Regions from separate parts of the Sus scrofa genome. Here region 2 is linked to region 1. Evidence: chromatin contacts called from public Hi-C data. All regions are on one chromosome and are shown on one strand. The core of a region is the stretch at or near the end of the contact, and the rest is flanking DNA. Distances in the headings are between cores, read along the strand shown.

Region 1 (2,831 bases), core at 239-2,738:
GTATAGTTTTAAAGTATTTACAACTTGCAAGTTATAGAAAACACCACGAATGCAGTCTAAGACCAAAAAAGGACTTTTTTTTTTCTATGAATAAAGGTATTTTGTGGACCTAACGGCAAGAATGCAGCCAGGAAGGGATAGGAAGTGATAATCTGGGTTAATTATGTTTCTCTCTACCTCCTCTTGTCTCGCTTTTACCCTTTTATGTGCCTCTGCAGATAAGATTACTATTTCCAAGGTTTTGTATTAGAGAAGAACCACCTGCAATTAACTAAGCTGTCTTATGTGAATCCATATTTTGGGGGTGAAAAATCTGATTATTATTTTCAGTCAGTCTGAACTTTTCTGGTCAGGGGATGAGAGTCACACTTCCCAGCTGCCTCTTTAAGGCCCACCATGGTACACATAGGGGCCTAAGTGTCATGCCCTGGACCTCAGTGGTGGGTGTCATCTGACAGGCATAGAATTCTTTATTATAGGTACTATAATACTTTTGTTAATAAACAATTCTGTTTTTATTGAGAAACTATAGTTCTTTCTCAGTAAAGCAGTTTAATGAACAAGTGAAATTTATTTGAGGTCTCAGATTTTGCACTTCTGCCTGGACAGTGTCTCTTGTCTCTCTTGTCTCTCGGTGTCTCTTTCTCTTGGAAGAAAGACATTTATCTAACCCTTGCTCTTCTTTATATTGTATAATCGTGTGTATTTGTATCCCCAAACATTATATTGGGTTTTTTTTTTAATGCATCTTTGAGCTTCATATAAATGGAGTAATACTGTCTGTTTTCTTTTGCAGCTTGCTTTTTTACACTCAACATTATGTATCTCAGATTTATCTGTCTTTATATGTGGCGGAACTCCATTTTTACTGCTCTGTGTACAGTGTTTCATTGTATGACTATTTCTCAGTTAATTTATTCATTTCACTGTTGGCTATTCGGGTTGTTTTCAGACAGATAGTCTCAGCTCGGTCATTCTTAAAATGAGATCACCCAGAAACCATGATACTGGATGTTTTGCTTTTCTTTAAATGGGATTTTACTGCAGACACTGTCACATGTACAGTCTTTATTAATTGGTATGCATGAAATAGGTAAAATGCTTATTAGTAATATTTATATTGTGTTTTTATTAATAAATTGATGTTAATAATAAAATAAGATGATTTAATTTGTAAAACACCTACCATAACATAATTGCATTCCTAAAAATCCTTTCCTTACCAAAAATCACATTTTAAACAGTTATGTCAGTGAAGAAAAGTGAAGTCTTATAATATTTCTGTACCTATACCAGTAATAAAAAGTATGTTCTTGATAGTTACATATATATTTTGTTACTTGCAAGATGAAAATAATAAATTGATTGCTTAAAGCTGTCAGATGCAAACTTCTGCTTGCTTTTCTTTTTGCCCTGAACCCACATGAGTAAGAGTCCCAGTTTCCTCTTTCACTTTCGCCTTGACCTTGAATTTCTGCTTGCAACATAAGTCACAATTACTAACAATAAACAAGAAAGCAGAATACTGGCATCCTGTGGGTAGTTGGCAAGCCACATCGTGCATTGCAGTCTTCCAAAGCAGAATCTCTTTTTGTGGTACTAGTTCCCCATTATAACAGGATTAACTAGTAGTACTTTGCACAATGTAGATTTTGTTCTCTATTTAAGCATTTTATTATGTTAAAATGTCCATATAATTTACTGGCCAAATATGGAGCATTTTTAAGAATGTAATTTAGCATTATTAATAATTATGCTGAGGCAGCAGGTAAAAACTAGGATTCCTCTTGGCTGCCTGGGATGTGTGGTTATCCTAACTTTATATCCAGTGTGCATTATGAGAAGTCAGTGTTGTGGGAGAAATGTCCGTATTTAAATATGCTACCGTTTCAACTGTGATCAGTGTCTAAAACCCAGATTTCATCTTTTGAGGATCTTCTTGCAAATAAGGTTTGTAAATTTGTTTGAAAAAACTTTCATTATTTTTCTCTCCCTCAGGATGATCGTTTAAGAGAACCTCTGCAAAAACTGAAACTGGCTGTTAGCAATGTCATGCCTGAACAGCTATTTAAATACCAGGAGGACTGCCAGGCTCGTAATCAAGCTAAGTGTGCCAAGTATGTACCTCTTCGATTTGTACTGGATTTTGCATTTGAGAAATACTTGTGGCACTTAGGAATTGGTCTTAAGTGGACGTCATTGCCAAGTAGAAATCCACATATGCCACTGAAGTGGTATAATTGAATATTTTCTAAGTGACAAGTCACTTCCCACTCAGTCTCTTTGGTGTGAAAGTCAAAAAGTCTGTTGATTCATTGAATGGGTGTGATCACAGCCAGAGCTGACACTGCTCAGACATTTCACGTTGACCTACTTGACTGCTTGAAGTTGGATACAAATATTTTCTGAACTAAATATAAGTGTTCATGCCTTTATTTTAGATTTGAAGACTTCATTTACCAGAGCACTTTATAATGCCCTTTGAATTTAAAGTATTACTTACCCTGTCTTTTGAGTTAACATTCAGTTGAGCAATTCAGCAGCTATCTGTGGAGCATATAGGCAATGTTGGATTAAAATTTGGCTTCATAAAATGTTTTTCTTTGCAACTCGGGATCCGAGCCAAGTCTGCAACCTACACCACAGGTCACAGCAACGCTGGATCCTTAACCCACTGAGTGGGGCCAAGAATTGAACCTGCGTTCTCGTGGACACTAGTTGGGTTCATTACCACTGAGCCACGATGGGAACTCCCCTAAAATGTTTTTTATTTTTAGGTTTCAAACAGATGAAGAACGAGAAAAAAATGGATCCGAGGAAGATGATGATGA
Region 2 (2,831 bases), core at 110-2,609, 91 kb before region 1:
AGGAGGAGCAAAGTCCTCTTTGTCTTGCTGTCCATTGGAGCTATTAGAAAGCCTAGTGTGACAACACTTCTTCTTTCCCCCGACAGGGAGTACCTTGCCCTCAACGTTTATGTGGCCCTGTGTTACTACAAGTTGGATTACTACGATGTGTCTCAAGAAGTTCTGGCTGTTTATCTTCAGCAAATTCCTGATAGTACCATCGCACTCAACCTTAAGGCCTGCAATCATTTTCGCCTTTACAACGGCAAAGCAGCCGAGGTAGTGTTGAAACTTGCTTTTAGCGTAATACCAGTGTGAATTACCCTGCGTTTCCTGGGTCATTCATGAAGTTCTACTATCTGTTGCTTTTGATTAGTATCCCTTTGTTATAGCCAGTATGATTTTATAAGAACCTAACTGTATAAATAATTATATTTATCAGATATTCTAAAAAGAATGTTCACTTCCAAATTCTCTCTGGTTTTTTTTTCTTTTTCTTTTTCTTTCTTTCTTTTTTCTTTTTCTTTTGCTTTTTAGGGCCACACCTACATCATATGGAGGTTCCCAGGCTAGGGGTGGAATCTGAGCTACAGCTGCCAGTCTAGGCCACAGCCACAGCAACACCAGATCCGAGCCATGTCTGCGACCTACACCACGGCTCACAGCAATGCCAGATCCTTAACTCACTGAGTGAGGCCAGGGATTGAACCCACAACCTCATGGTTCCTAGTTGGATTCGTTTCTGCTGTGCTACGATGGGAACTCCTTCCTCTGTGTGTCTAATATATTGTAGATGTGTGCCTTACATTAACTTAAATATGTTAAAACCGAGTGCTTTCACTTCTTTCTCTAAAATATGTTTGTGGGAGTTCCCATTGTGGCTCAGTGGGTTAAGGACCCGCCATAGTCCCTGTGAGGATGTGGGTTTGATCCCTGGCCTCGCTCAGTGGGCTGAAGATCCTGAGTTGCCTCAAGCTGCAGTGTAGCTCACAGATGTGGCTCTCATCCAGTGTTGCTGTAGCTGTGGCGTAGGCTGCAGCTGAAGCTCTGATTTGACCCCTGGCCTGGGAACTTCCATATGCCGCAGGTGTGGCTGTAAAAGTGAAAACAAAAACAAAACCCCAAACGTAGGCTCTCCATCACCGTCTTCTGCTTCATCCACCATCTAATCACCCACCAGTTCCTAGCAGTTCTCCATCCCAGACTTTTCTTTTATCTGGCCCCTCTTCTCCTCTGCCCCTGCTCTAGTTCAGGCATTCCTTCTGTCTTATCTCAGTTCGTGAAATAACTCTCCTGCCGCTGGCCTTATTCTGTCCAGTCCCGCCACTGAGGTTGCTCCACACACCCACACTTTCTCACCACTGTAGCTTTGCATCAACAGTCCCATTTCCTCGAGTGCCTTCCTCTGCTCAGCACACTTCAGTGTCTCCTTGAAGGTTTCCCCACGAGACTGCAGTGGTGGACATTTTATACGTGCTTAGAAAGTGGTTAACTCCTTACCTGCGCAGACTGCTTCATATCCATTATTTGGTTTCCCTGACAAGCCTTGGATAAATTCTCTTATCTCTCTTTTTATGGGAAATGCAGTGCATAGGAGGCCATACGTTACAATCCCATTCTGTTTAACTGCATACACGCTCACATTCACACACACATAGAAGCAGATGTATAAATCAACATAACGATAGCATGTTTTATACTGTATCCACATACAGCTTCAGGTTTACATATCTATATAAACTTTATGTACAGAATTTTTATGTTAGCCCTACAAGGGAGCCACGCTTGGAAATTTCCTGTGGCGCAGTGGGTTGAGGATCCAGCATTGTCACTGCAACAGCTTGGGTGGCTGCTGGTGCCCAGGTTTGATCCCTGGCCCTTGGCCTTTACTGCTTTGGCTATTACTTTAGTTGTTGTCAGAAGCCACCAAAATTTAAATGTAAAATTTGTGCATTTGTCAAAAATTTAAACTCTCACTTTGCCCCAAAAGCAGTTTAAATGGCATCATATAACCCTAGAGCAGGAAGAGGAAGGAAAGAAACTGAAACCAGAAAATTAACTGCACTATCGAATCACATATGACTATGTAATAGCAAGGAGCACTACTCACAAGCGTCACACTGGCAGAGGGCCACCTGCTGAGTGAACCAGTGCTTAGCAGTTGGCAGGGGAGGGGGCGGGAGAGGGAGCACTTGTCCTTCGCCCATGCCCCCGGCTCCTGTGGATAAGGATGGTCAGTTGTGGCAAAATAAATTCTTGTCCGTTAAATTGCTTCGAATGCAATGCAGCAATCCTTTTACATATTATGTAAAATACATTCTTGGATATCCTCATTTCAACTAGAATCCCTTGAGTCTGCCGAATTGGCTAGTTCCCAGCCTCAGCAGTTTAATAATAAACTGGATTTGCAGTTTGGTATTGTTAGAGTTTTCACCTTTTGGTTAGAACAAATAAAAGAACTGCATTCTTGCCTTTCTGCCTTGAGTCAGTCTTGGGGACTTTGCTAGTTTTAGTATAAGGTCCAGCCTATTAAATGTTTACATTTTGTCTGCACATGTTCTTTCTACAGTCTGGTGTGGGTGGCACAGCTAGCAACGTGCTGTGGGCCTAGCGCTGTCCAAGTCCGGACACCAAACGCGCTTCCCATCTCCCAAAGGCATGCTTTTCCCCTTGAAATTGTGTCCATGCAGTTTATACATTGATTTCATAGTGTTCTCCAGAAGTAGGTGACTATGTCAAATGTACCCTAAAAAGGTGGGGTTGGTTTTTTTTAGAACAATGGGATATAGTTTGTGTTTACTTATGATAATTTCATTAAGTCATTTAAAAGCAGGCATTCCTCTAGTAACTTC

The links. A called contact is a pair of places that touch in the nucleus more often than the background predicts.
Region 2: a Hi-C map of liver shows a contact between it and region 1, with 2.4 times the contacts expected there. The contact joins two enhancer-like sites. A contact is called at or near these places in 1 of 5 promoter capture datasets (fetal liver), 1 of 47 Hi-C or Micro-C datasets (liver) and 1 of 2 datasets of contacts at active chromatin or transcription factors (alveolar macrophages).

The regions. Positions count from the first base shown.
Region 1 is chr18:10,402,103-10,404,933 of Sscrofa11.1, reverse strand. UBN2 (ubinuclein-2) reads left to right here. Exons shown (of 16, transcript XM_021079092.1): 8 at 1,999-2,117; 9 at 2,778-2,831. Among named protein-coding and RNA genes, the nearest start is that of UBN2, 48 kb to the left of the region's middle. Within about 2 kb of position 1,488, at least 13 of the 83 cell types and tissues checked have an H3K27ac peak or open chromatin away from gene starts, as enhancers often do. A contact at or near this core is called in alveolar macrophages and liver, where this site is marked.
Region 2 is chr18:10,492,504-10,495,334 of Sscrofa11.1, reverse strand. TTC26 (intraflagellar transport protein 56) reads left to right here. Exons shown (of 17, transcript XM_005657746.3): 7 at 87-258. Among named protein-coding and RNA genes, the nearest start is that of TTC26, 16 kb to the left of the region's middle. Within about 2 kb of position 1,359, at least 12 of the 83 cell types and tissues checked have an H3K27ac peak or open chromatin away from gene starts, as enhancers often do. A contact at or near this core is called in alveolar macrophages and liver, where this site is marked.